Regions from separate parts of the Sus scrofa genome. Here regions 2 and 3 are each linked to region 1. A link is a contact called in public Hi-C and HiChIP or PLAC-seq data. All regions are on one chromosome and are shown on one strand. Each heading gives the region's core, a stretch centred on a gene start, on an enhancer-like site or on the middle of the called end of the contact. The rest is flanking DNA. Distances are from core to core; before and after follow the strand shown. Region 1 holds the start of SLC36A3 (proton-coupled amino acid transporter 3). Region 2 overlaps CCDC69 (coiled-coil domain-containing protein 69). Region 3 holds the start of SLC36A1 (proton-coupled amino acid transporter 1).

Evidence for each region. A called contact is a pair of places that touch in the nucleus more often than the background predicts. HiChIP or PLAC-seq counts read pairs in DNA pulled down with a chosen protein or histone mark.
Region 2: an H3K27ac HiChIP or PLAC-seq map of alveolar macrophages shows a contact between it and region 1. The contact joins the enhancer-like site here to the promoter of SLC36A3 in region 1. A contact is called at or near these places in 7 of 47 Hi-C or Micro-C datasets (embryonic fibroblasts, epiblast stem cells, retroperitoneal adipose tissue and 2 more) and 2 of 2 datasets of contacts at active chromatin or transcription factors (alveolar macrophages and skeletal muscle).
Region 3: a Hi-C map of epiblast stem cells shows a contact between it and region 1, with 2.0 times the contacts expected there. The contact joins the promoter of SLC36A1 here to the promoter of SLC36A3 in region 1. A contact is called at or near these places in 2 of 47 Hi-C or Micro-C datasets (embryonic fibroblasts and epiblast stem cells).

Annotation. Positions count from the first base shown.
Region 1 is chr16:71,687,131-71,691,419 of Sscrofa11.1, reverse strand. SLC36A3 (proton-coupled amino acid transporter 3) reads right to left here and starts at 2,209. Exons shown (of 10, transcript XM_021077076.1): 1 at 2,054-2,209. The coding sequence starts at 2,184. SLC36A2 (proton-coupled amino acid transporter 2) reads right to left here. Exons shown (of 11, transcript XM_021077078.1): 11 at 1,956-2,474. The coding sequence ends at 2,203.
Region 2 is chr16:71,806,681-71,810,969 of Sscrofa11.1, reverse strand. The region is part of intron 6 of CCDC69 (coiled-coil domain-containing protein 69); the gene reads right to left. Among named protein-coding and RNA genes, the nearest start is that of CCDC69, 31 kb to the right of the region's middle. Within about 2 kb of position 2,344, at least 8 of the 83 cell types and tissues checked have an H3K27ac peak or open chromatin away from gene starts, as enhancers often do. A contact at or near this core is called in alveolar macrophages and retroperitoneal adipose tissue, where this site is marked.
Region 3 is chr16:71,587,549-71,591,837 of Sscrofa11.1, reverse strand. SLC36A1 (proton-coupled amino acid transporter 1) reads left to right here and starts at 2,306. Exons shown (of 11, transcript XM_003134140.5): 1 at 2,306-2,498. It overlaps LOC106506564 (a long non-coding RNA gene), which reads right to left and starts at 3,645. Exons shown (of 3, transcript XR_002339800.1): 1 at 3,118-3,645; 2 at 1,982-2,035; 3 at 198-229. LOC110257327 (a long non-coding RNA gene) reads right to left here and starts at 138. Exons shown (of 5, transcript XR_002339802.1): 1 at 81-138.

The DNA of each region.
Region 1 (4,289 bases), core at 960-3,459:
ACCACCAAACTATAGCTCTGCCTACAATATCTCATTTATTTAGATGTCTTTCCCCAATTTTAGTAATTTTTGGGAGAAGGGAGGGACAGTCACTGCCAAAAAGGCTGAAGTGGTGTATTGGGTTGACAGGCCCCTGGCTGCCAGCCAAGGTCAGACATGAGAAAAAGCACAGGAATGTCAAGTCACCAGGACTGAGTCAAAGAAGGGCCAGGTTCAGTGTTGAGAGACCCAAGTTCTACTTAAAACCCACCTATGATAAGTCATGCTCAGTACTCCAGAGCAGTTAGTGTCTCCCTGCCTTTATGGCACTGACTTAGTTGATTACATGTCATTCTTCCCCAGTGGACAGCAGACTAGTTTGAGGGCAGAGATTTTTTTTTAGGGCTGCACCTGTAGTATATGGAAGTTGTTCCCAGGCTAGGGGTCAAATCGGAGCTGCAGTTGCCAGCCTACCGCATAGCCACAGCCACACCACATCCGAGCCGCATACACGATCTACACTGTAGCTCACAGCAATGTAATGCCGAATCCTTAACCCACTGAGCGAGGCCAGGGATTGAACCTACATCCTCAAGGACACTAGTCGGGTTCTTAACCCACTGAACCACAATGGGAACTCTGAGGGCAGAGATTCTTTTCTCATGCATTAGCGTATCCCTTTTAGAGTAATGCATCAGTTAGCTTTTGCTGCATAAAAACTTCCACGTTATGGCTTAAAACTAAAAGCAGTAATTATTTTTCATAATTCTGTGGATCGTCCAAACAATAATGAAGGTCTGGGCCAGACTGACTGGGGCTGTATGTAGCCTGAGATACTTCACTCACGTGTCTGGAAGTTGGCAGGCTAGTTGTTCTAGGAGTTGGGGCTCAACTGGAATGATTCATGTCTGCTCCATAGGGTCTCTCATCCTCCAACAGGCTTCTTCCCCTGGTGCTCTTGGCTCCACAGAGCATCCAGATGAAAATTCTGATGCATAAGCCATCACCAAACCTCTGCTGGCATCACATTTACTAATGTTCTATTGACCAAAGCAAGTTACAAGGCCAAGACAAGGTTCGAAGAGAAGAGATACACATGTCACCTCTTGATGGGAGGAGCTGCAAAGTCACTTTGTCAGGAGGAATCTGTAATCTACTACAAGAATCTTGAACCATGTTTGGTGCATGGTGGGTAAGCAAGAATGCTTGTTGCAAGAATCAAGAGGTAAATAATGAAATCATGTCATTGTCCATCCTGCTCCCAACCCCCCTGCCATTGGCAAATCCACTTCTGTGATGCCTATCCTTTGTTGAGATCTTTGAACTGGGCCAAAACTTTATCCAGTGGTTTGGAAAGTTTGTTGCCCTTGACTTAAAAATGATGGCTTGGAGTTCCTGTTGTGGCGCAGTGGTTAACGAATCCGACTAGGAACCATGGGGTTGAGGGTTCGATCCCTTGCTCAGTGGGTTAAGAATCCGACGTTTCTGTGAGCTGTGGTGTAGGTCGCAGGCACGGCTCGGATCCCGAGTTGCTGTGGCTCTGGTGTAGGCCGGTGGCTGCAGCTCTGATTCAACCCCTAGCCTGGGAACCTCCATATGTGGTAGGAGCAGCCCAAGAAATGACAAAAAGACACACACACACACACACACACACACACACACACACACACACACACACACAAAATGATGGCTCCTTTCTGAGAGTTGCAACTCACACTGGATCTCTGCATCCTATCCATCTTGATGCTGGAGCTATCTATGCACACCTTTCTGGGTTATGGATTATGTCCCCACTCCTAATCTTTGCTGCTCTTTAAACAGATCTAGAGAAAAGAAAACCCTTTGTCTACCAAATCACCAACAGCCTTAGCTGGCTGCACCTCCTTCTGTCAGTTGCTGCCTCTTGGATGCCCCCTGGTGGCTTCCTCTTGCATAGCCCCACTCAAGGTGTGAACATGAATTGCCGAAACGTTGGATCAACTCAAAAGCCTTCATTGGAAGAGCTCTCAGTGTAGTGGAAAGCCAGAGATGGAAAGGAAATAAATAACAACAACAAAAAAAATTTAAAAATTACCGTATAGACCTTGTAGCTGGTGAGTCCGTGCTTGTTTCACTGTGATGTGGCCCAGAGAGAGGTAAAACGGCAAAATATAGATGATGTATATAAAAGAGATTTCTATCATCAAAAGTCAGGTGCCGGTACATAAGAAGAAGTGCTTTTTTTTACTGAATAAAAAGGGTGGAGTTGGAAAAGGTGAGAGAGTCTCGGGACTGGATCAGCTCATCCAGGGCCTGGTAGGTCCCCATCACAAAGCCCAAGAAGCCCAGGATGCTGATCAGGGCATCCTTGATGATGGTGAGGGGGCTCATGCCCTCCGAGTAGTAGGTGGCGATCTCCAGGAGGGGCGGGATGATGAGGGCCAGGGCGCTGCTGCTCACGGAGCCCACCAGGGAGAGGACCAGGTCCAGGCGGGGGACGAGGATGGCCAAGACGCCTGCAGGAGGTGATACAGGGTAGATGGATTTCCTCAGGCTTAGCCAGAGTTTTAAAGTTTGTTTTAAAAATCCTTTTTCTTAGAACATATACCAGCTGTTTCTCATAATTCAGTTGTATATAGAAAAACTGAAATTCCTGTAATACCCCCAATCACATTCACTAGAGGTTACACAGTAACATTTCAATCATTTTTCAAATATACACATGCATATTGTTGGGAAGAAAAACGTTCCTTCTACCCATTTAGGTTCTGTGATTAGAGACCTGTGAATTTAACTGACAATAGACAGATTAACAGGAGGAAAGAGAAAGTTTATTTAGGGCTGGGGAACCTTCATACGAATTGGCTCCCCAGACAAAGACAGGGGTTCGTTCATATACCCACTTCAAAAGGGGAACTAGATGGGGAAGAAATAGCGTCCATGCAAGAACAAGTCGAAGGTGTGACATTCCCTGATAATGTAAGTAATTACTCAGTCTGTGATGACGCTGAGTCTCCTGACTGAAAATCTCCCAGAAAGGGGGTTTCTGGTGCTTGTATTTTTCAGAAGCTCCTGCTTAATCTAGCAAAGGAAGTTTAGATAAAGTTCTCCACAACCCCAGCTGCTTGTTCTAATGCTTTTAGCTTCAGATGATTTTCATGCCACAGAGGTACATTTTGAATCTCTACATGTTCAATGATTAAGCTCTTATTTAACAAACAACACTAAATAGCAGTGCTGGGAACTGCCATAACTGTTTGGAATATATCAGTGTACACAACAGACAGCCCCCCCCCCCCCATCTTCATGGAACTAACATTTTAATAATTAACGTGACGACAAATACCTCTTACTCGCAAACAATTAGACTGTGAAATTATTTATAGGAGAAACGGGTCTTCGGGGGGACCAAGATCACAGGGTCTCTTTAAAGGAGTGTCTTCTCCAGGTTTTACGTATATGTCAGAAAACGTCTAACTACAAAACATAAAGCTCAAGATTTTAAACTTCGATGTATACATACATTTTTTTTGGTAGGATGTTTTACAGGCTTGGGCTTTTGCATTTTTTTGTTTACTTGATGGACAATTTTCCTGGTTACAAAGAAAGCGCCAGAGGACTCCCCCAGTCCTCCCGTGATGGAGTGTGGTACAACAGGACAAAACAAGGCTTCTCCTTGTGTGGCCCTGGGTGAGTCTCTACCCATTTCTTAGCTTATTTCTTCCTGGTATACATCCTTTTAGGTATCATGGTTCATAGTGCAAATGGGGTTAAAGTTTTAAATGAGTTAATGGATGTAAAGCACTCAGAAAAGTTATTTTTATTATCACTTTAAATTTACTCATCTGTATTGATTAGGGCAATGCACGCAAAAGCTTAAGGAACTGTTGCTATCTTCATATTTGGGCCAAATTCATTGATCTCTCTGGAGTCGCTAATGTTCTGAATGGTATTGTCCCTGCCTCCTAGGGCAACTTGGGATAAATGACTTCAAAGGAAGAAAAATTAGGGTCTCATGATTTATATGGGCTGGTTCGAGCACAGCAAGAATCACAATTAAAAGGAGCCTTAGGTACAGCTGGGCCATGCCACACACAGTGCAGGCATTTCTATCATCTTTGCCTCCACTAAAATATTTATGATAAGAGGCACCCTGGATCACAGGGCCTGGAGCACAAAGAGGGCTGCAGAGGTGGTGAGTGGGGCCAGCTGAAGCCAGTGGTGAATGGGGCCCATCGGCAGACTGCTGCCAATAGGGAATGTGACCCTAGGTTTGCCAAATCATTTTATTCACCCCCCAGCATTAGAAATCTGCATTTGTATGGGAGATC
Region 2 (4,289 bases), core at 1,095-3,594, 120 kb before region 1:
CTAAGTAGGCTGCTATGCATATTGTAATTCTCAGATCAATAACTGATACGTACATATAAATACACACATATACACACACAAAGAGATACAGTAAAAGAGACTAGGTAAATTAAGGAATACTAAAAAATGTTGAAATATTCCACAAAAAAGCAGGGAAGAGAAAATAGAGGATGAAAAAACAGAACAAATGGAAATAAGTATGAAAACAACAGATCTAAATTCAACCATATCAATAACATTAAATTGTCTAAACAGTCCAAATAAAAGAAAGGGATGTAAAAAGAAAACCCCAGGGTTCCCATCGTGGCTCAGCAGAAATGAATCTGACTAGGAACCATGAGGTTGCGGGTTTGATCCCTGACCTCACTTAGTGGGTTAAGGATCAGGTGTTGCCATGAGTTGTAGTGTAGGTCACAGAAGCAGCTCAGATCTGGCATTGCTGTGGCTCTGACATAGGCCAGCAGCTGTAGCTCCGATTAGATCCCTAGCCTGGGAACTTCCATATGCCACGGGTGCAGCCCTAAAAAGATGAAAAACAAGCAAACAAACCCAACTATGTCCTATTTATAAGGTACCCACTTTAAATATATCATTAGTAGGTTAGAAGTAAAAGAGTAGAAAAGCAACATTCAAGAATAAGGAAGATTTTCAGGGATGAAGTACATTACATCATGATAAAGGGGTCCGTCCTGTCTCCAGGAAGACATAAGAATATTAAATATTTATATACCTGCAATCGGTCTTCAAATTATATGAAGCAAAGACAGAACTGAAAGGAGAAACAGACAAATGCATAATTACAGGTGAAGATTTCAACATTCCTCATAAACAAGGCTTTACGAATTATAAAAAGAATGAGATATAAACTGTTATCTGACCATAATGGAACCAACCTGGACATAGTTGAACACTCCTCAGATAGAAAAGGTAGACACTCAGAATAGAGAACTGAACGACACCATCAACAACTTGATTTGATTCATTTCTAAAATCAGAATATATATTCTTTTCAAGTGCACATGAAACATTCACAAGATAGATCATACCCTGAATCACAAACAAGCCTTTACAAATTCTAAAAGGAATGAAATATAAACTATGTTCCTCGACCACAATGGAACCAAACTGGAAATCAGTAACAAAAAGGAACTGGAAAAGCTCCAAACCTTAGAAGGAAATGCACTTTTATTATTTATTTATTTGTCTTTTTACCTTTTCTAGGGCCGCTCTCACGGCATATGGAGGTTCCCAGTCTAGGGGTCGAATCAGGGCTGTAGCCACCGGCCTACACCAGAGCCACAGCAACATGGGATCTGAGCCACATCTGTGACCTACACCACAGCTCTCGGCAACGCTGGATCCTTAACCCACTGAGCAAGGCCAGGGATCGAACCTGCAGCCTCATGGTTCCTATTCAGATTCATTAACCACTGAACCATGATGGGAACTTGTGAAATGCACTTTTAAATACCCAAGAGCCAAAGAAGACGTCTCAAGGGAAATCAGATATTTTAAACTAGACAAAAATAAAAACATAAAATATCAACTTTGTAGTTGATAATGCAGTACCTAAGGGAAAATTTATAGCACTAAGTGTTAGGTCTCAAATCAATAAGATTCTACTTTAAGAAAGGGAGAAAAGAGCTAACTAAATATAAAGCAAGCATAAGGAAGGAAATAAAAAGAACAGAGACCAATGAGATTGGAAACAGAGAAATGGGGAAAAATCAGTGAAAATAAAAACTGGTTCTTCGAAAGGATTAATAAAATTGATCAACTTTAAGCAAGACTGACAAAAAAGAGAATGCAGATTACCAGTTACAGAAACTAAAGAGGGGCTATCCTTATAGACAGAAATGACATTTAACACAATAGTCAGGGCCCACTATGAACAATTCTACGCACATAAACTTGACAGCTTAGATAAAAAGAACCAATTCCGGAAGCACTACCAACTACAAAAACTCATCCAAGGAAAAATACACAACCAGGACGTTCCTTTAACTATTAAAGACGTGACATATGTACGTCGATGCTTTCTGGAAAAGCAATGTCAAAGCACATCTTTCCTTGTGTTTATTTGCTGCCAGTAAATCCTCTTTGGTCGAATGTCTGCTCAAATCTTTAGGTTTCACGGACACATTCTAGCAAATATTTAAAAGTGATATAGTACCAAGTTCCCTTGTGGCATAGTGGTTGTCACTGCAGTGGTTCAGGTCACTGCTGTGGTGTGGGTTGGATCCCAGGAATTTCCACACACTGTGGATGTGGCCCATATATATAGTGTCGGCTCTATACAATCTCTTCCAGAGAAAGAAGAGGAAGTGACATTTCCCAACTCATTCTATGAGGCAAGCTTTCCTCTGACGCTAAAACGAAACAGCACAAAAAAGGGAACTACAGACCAGCTCTTATGAACACAGTAACATCTTCAAGAAAACATTAGCAAATCAAATTCAGTAATATACAAAAAGACCGCATGGGTAGTTTTTTTTTGGGGGGGGGGTTGGCCAGGAATATAAGGCTAGTTCAAAATCTGAAACTCAATGCAATCTACCATATTAATCTGAAGAAGAAAAAAATCATATGATTATATGGATCATAGATCTAAATGAAAACTTAAAACCATGGAACTTTTGGAAGAAAACCTAGATCTTCATTACCAGGAGTTCAGCAAAGAGTTCTTAGACAAGACACCAAAAGCATAACTAATAAAAGAAAAAATAACTTGGAATTTATCAAAGTTAAAAGCTTTGCTTTGTGAAGGCTATTAAGAGAATAATAATTTTAAAAAGCCACCCACACAGACTAGGAGAAAATACTTGCAATTACAAAGGATTTATATCTAAAATATATGAAGGTCTCTTGGACTTCCTGCCAGGGCGCAGTGGGTTAAAAACCTGACTGCAGTGGCTGGCTCAGGTCACTGGGGAGGGGTTCCAGCCCCAGCCAGGAACATCAGGTTAAAGAATCTGGCATTGACCCACTTGTGCCTCAGATTCAACTCCTGGCCTGGGAACTTCCATATGCCCTGGCTGTGGCCATAAAAAGACCTAAATAAATAAATAAATATGTTTATATAAATATATATTTGTGTACATATAAACTCAACAGTCAAAACAAACAAGCTAATTATAATGAGCAAAAGATTTGAAGAGATGTTTGACCAAAGAGGACATACAGACAGAAAATAAACACAAGAGACACAATTAGATTATTGAAATGCAGGATTCCCTTCTGGTGCAGCTGGTTAAGGATCAGTGTTGTCACCGCAGTAGCCCACGTCACTGCTATAGTGCCGGTTCGCTCCCTGGCCCAGGAACTTCCTCATGCCACAGGTGCAGCCAAAGGCGGAAAAAAAAAAAAAAAAAAAAAAAAAAAAACCCAAACAAAAACAAAATCCCAAAGATTATTGAAATGAAAATTACACCTACAATGAGATATCACTAATTATCATTAGATATCATATTAGAATGAAAATAAAAATTATTGACAAGTGTTGGTGAGACGGAACAGTGGAACTTGCCTATCACTGATAAGAATGTAAAATGATGGCCCCTAAGGAAAGCAGTTTGGTCATTTCTTTTGTTTTTGTTTTTTGGCCAAACTGAGGCATGAGGAAGTTCCTGGGCCAGGAATCGAACCACAGCTGCAGCACAGCTGCAGCAAGGCTGAGTCCTTAACCTGCTGTACCCCAAGGGAACTTCCTAGTCATTTCTTCTAAAGCTGAACTTACATTTATCATATGACCGTTTCACTCCTAGGTATTTACCCAAAATTTATGAACACACAGCAACGGGAACACAAATGTTCAGAAGAGCTCTTTTCATAATTGCCTGAGGCTAGAAATGACCTGAATGTCCTGGGACCCGGGGATGAGCGAACCCTGGACCACAACAGCCGGGAGAAAGAAGGCACTGTGGATACCCCTGAACACTTACAGCACTTAAAGGCATCACGATGAGGGAAAGAAGCCAATGCTGAAAATTACATTGCACCATTTTGTTTATATAACAGTCTTAAAAAGACAAAACCATGGTGGTGGAGAGGAGATCAGTGGTTGCCAGGGGATGCGGTGGGGGAGGGTGTGAGTACAAATAGGCAGCCCGAGAGAGTGTTTTGGGGGTGATGGAACATTCTGTGTTGGGTAATCTGTACATGTGTTAAAACTTATGAAACTATATGTCAAAAAGTCAATTTTAATGTACGATAATTTAAAAAATAAAAAGAGCAAATAAAAGACAACAAAAGGGCATCAGATGTGAAAACTAGACTCTCCCAGTTATCTG
Region 3 (4,289 bases), core at 1,057-3,556, 100 kb after region 1:
ACCAACTGTCGTAGATTTTAAAAAACATATGTATAGTTTATAGAACATGGAATTCCCATGGTGGCTCAGTGGTAACAAACCTGAATAGTGTCCATGAGGATGTGGGTTTGCTCCCCAGCCCTGCTCAGTGGGTTAAGGATTCAGCATTGCCGTGAGTTGTGGTGTAGATGCGGCCTGGGACCTAGCGTTGCTGTGGCTGTGGTGTAGGCCAGCAGCTGCAGCTCCGATTCTACAAAAAAAAAAAAAAAAAAAAAAAAAAAAAAAAAAAAAAAAAAAAAAAAAAAGAAAAGAAAAGAAAGAAAGAAAGAAAAAAAGAACATACAGAGATTTTAAACATACATACCTATATAAAGTAACATGTTTATGGAGCCATACAAACAGCACAGACAGGCCTTCCTGTTGTGGCTCAGCAGAAAAAAACCCAACTAGTATCCATGAGGACGCAAGTTTGATCCCTGGCCTTACTCGGTGGGTTAAGGATCCAGTGCTGCTCTGACCTGTGGTATAGGTCACATATGCGACTCAGATCTGGCATTGGTGTGGCTGTGGTGTAGGCCAGAAGCTGCAGCTCCGATTCGATCCTTAGCCTGGGACCTTTGATATGCTACAGATGCGGCCCTAAAAAAGGCTAAAATAAAAGAAAACAGCACAGATAGTAAAAAGTGTTAAGCAAAACAATAACTACTGGTATTTATGATCCTAAATTTTAACACCAGGTATCTGCACATGTCTATATAAAGATATTTCTATAAATACATAGGGTTTGGAGGATAATACATGCTGGTAACTATAAATCTTTGGAGAGGAGAATAAATTTGGAGAAGGGGAATTTCCACTGTTTATACACTTATTTCTACACTTATACATTGCCTAATAGCTCTAATAAAATATGTTAATGTTTTACTTATACAATTTAGTGAATATTTTAACAGATTTATTGAGGTATGATTTACATACAGTAAACTGCACATATTTAAATTTCATAGCTTTCAACATATATATTCGTGCAACCATCACCACAATCAAGATAATATATTGGTCACCTTGAAAGTTTCCTTATGCCCCTTTCTAATCACTCTTTCCTCTCCTGGTCTCCTCATCCATTCCCAGACAACCACTGCTGTGCTTTCTGTCAGTGTAGATTATTTTAAAATTTCTAGAATATTGTATAAACAGATTCTTTTTTCTGACCTCCCCCCTTTCACTTGGCATAATTAAGATTTATCCAGATATAATTATTTTAAGATTTATCCATTTGTAGCTGTAGCAATATATTTCTTTTGGCTGGGTAGTTAATTTTCAAAAGTAAAATCTGCTAAGAGGAGGAAAGAGAAGCTTAGATAATACATACACCTCAAACATACAGAAATGTTGCCATTCATTTAAAAAGGTTACTTGGGAGTTCCTGTCGTGGCGCAGTGGTTAACGAATCCGACTAGGAACCATGAGGCTGGGGGTTCGATCCTGCCCTTGCTCAGTGGGTTAAGGATCTGGCATTGCCGTGAGCTGTGGTGTAGGTTGCAGACGCGGTTTGGATCCCGCGTGGCTGTGGCTCTGGCATAGGCCGGTGGCTACAGCTCCGATTCAACCCCTAGCCTGGGAACCTCCATATGCCGCGGGAGCAGCCCTAGAAAAGGCAAAAAGACAAAATAATAATAATAATAAAAAAATAAATAAAAGGGTCACTTAAATTTTTAAAATAGGAGTTCCCATCGTCCTGGCTCAGTGGCAACAAGTCTTACTCGTATGCACGCGGACTCAGGCTGGATCCTGGCCTTACTCCGTGGGTCAGCGATTCAGCGCTGCTGTGAGCTGTGGTGTAGGTAGCAGATGCGGCTCGAATCCGACACGGCTGTGGTGCAGGCCGGCAGCTGCAGCTCCAATTGGACCCCTAGCCCGGGAACCTCCATATGCCACAGTGAGGCCCTAAAAAGACACACACACACAATTGTAAATATGTTTAAAAAGAGTGTTGCCTTACCTCACAGTTCTGTGTCCGGTCGCAAGCTCCCGTTTGTGTAAAACGTCTAAAAATCTGACCAGAGGAGATTTTTTTTTAGTGTACTATTTTTCGATGATAAAAGCAACAAGTACCCATTGAGACGTGTTAAAGAAAAGGCCGCGGGTGTAAAACGGAGCAATCTCTCACAAGCCACAGCTCAGGGGACGGTGCTGCGACTCTGGACTGGCGGCAGCTGCTCGGATCTCCCACGCCCGACTCGGTCCCCAGCCACATCATGCTGCCTGTAGGGGCAGCATCCGGCCGCGAGGTGGCGGTGCGGAACTGAGTTTCCGAGCCCCGCGAGAGGAAAGCAGCAGCCTCGCGCGGGAGCACGTGACCCGGCTCTCGGGTTTGGGCGCCTGGGTCACGTGATGGGGCCCGGAAGCGGCTGCCAGGGCAGCCGGCGGTGGAGATGGCAAGGGTTCCACGCTGAGGCAGGGACAGGTGGGCTGCTGGGCTGAAGCAGGAGCCAGAGCTCAAGTCGGAACCCCGAGCGGTGAGTCCGTGCACGGACGGGCTGGGGCTGGCGGCGGGTCAGCGCCTTTGCTGAACCCATGTCCCCTTCCTCCCCGCGCCGCAGAGGCTTCGGGTTAGACACTGACTGGCCGACTGGCCTGGGCTGCGGGTCCGAGTCTCCTCGGCTCCCCGACCGCAGCTGCGGTGTGGTGCATACCCCTCCGGGAGAAGGGGAGCTGGAGAATCCCTTGTCCTTCGCGCTCTTCTCCCATGACCTCCCTGACCTGTTTGACAGGTGTGGAAACAGATGGGAAAGATTACCAAACGACCACAGGGCTTCTGCGGAGGTTCCTGGAGGGGTCAGGAGGTCGCGGTCAAGTGACCTGCCCGCTGTGGGAGTCCTGCTTGGAACTTGCTAGTAGCGGGTCTTTGAGTCGTAGAGTAAGGAACCGCAAGGACTCTGGGAAATTATCTTTTACAGCCCCCATCTAGGGCTCTTGCGGAGATTGAGGTCTAAGGAGTGGCGGTTGCCTACGGTCATGCAGTGAGTTAGTTGCAGACGTGCGACGAGAAACTAAGTCTCCCTGAGCTCTAGCGGCTCTTTGCTTTTCACTACCCTGCCTCCTGCGAAAAACTTAATAGGTGAGAAGTCACCGTACCCTTTTGTGTCCCCTTCTCTTTCATTCCACTCCCCTTTTGTAGCTCTTCGTTCTCTCTCGCTGGGATCCGGCTCTGGGTGTGGTTCCCTGTTTTCAGTATTCAGGATTTTTCTGCAGACTCATCATTCAGTAGGTTCTGTTTCTAACCGTCACGCAATTTTGTGTAAACCATCCCAAAACGTGAAATAAGAGGCGGAGTATGCTCCTGGGAGGGGTAGGTGGCTCCCAGCTCTGGTTGTGAAGAGCTCTGGCATTAAAGACTGTCAAGACCTTTGCTTTATTTGTAATGTAGCTTGTCAGATTCGAAGAATGCTGGTTATTCGGATGGATGTTTTGCAGTTATTTGAGGCTTGCTGAAAGTAGATAGTGTGAGGTAATGGAAAGAACCGAGATTGAAGAATCAGGAAATTTTCTTCTAGTTCTGACCGTTGGCTTTGCAACCTTGAGTGACTCCCATCCTTGCCTGGGTGTAGGTTTCCCAGTCTGCACAGTGATGGGGTGGAATCTCGAAGGGCTCCTTCTGCTTTGCCATTCTTTGCATCTCAGGCTGTTTGTTTTCTAATCAGAAAGGTTTTTTCTTTCCCCTGTGTATATTAGTATCTGTCTGTAATAAGGCTTAATACAGTTGGCCAGGAGGCAGTTTCCCTTCTTGTTTGTGGTTGCCATGAAATCTACCTCCTCTTTCTTCCTATCTCTGTGTTATGTCTAAGCTTAATGCTGATAGCTGAAAATGATTTTAACTTTTATTATTTTAAATATGATCAAGGCCCTCTTTGAATTTTGTTGAGAGCCTAGGCTATAGTAAGTAACTCGTACATTTACTGTGTGTGTTTGTGTTTTTTTGTTTGTTTGTTTTAAAAGATGTCCTTGAAGCAAAAGGAGACAAAAGACTTGGTCATTTGCTCTGAGTTTGGGACTGTTTGGGATGCAGCCCGTTTTTGGCAGAGTTATACTTATGATGTTAAATCTGTCTTCCTTTGTTTTGTAACAGTCACAAAGCCATTTATAATTGTCTGCTATTGAGTTCTTGTTTTCCCTTTAAAGCATATATTGTTCATTTGACCTTATCCCTGTGGCAGCTTGAAGTGCTCAGTGCTGTCTTTGTCTATTTTAAAGGTGCTCTGAGGAAGTAGATTCCATTTTTTTGGGTAGTGTTCCAAAGACCACACCTT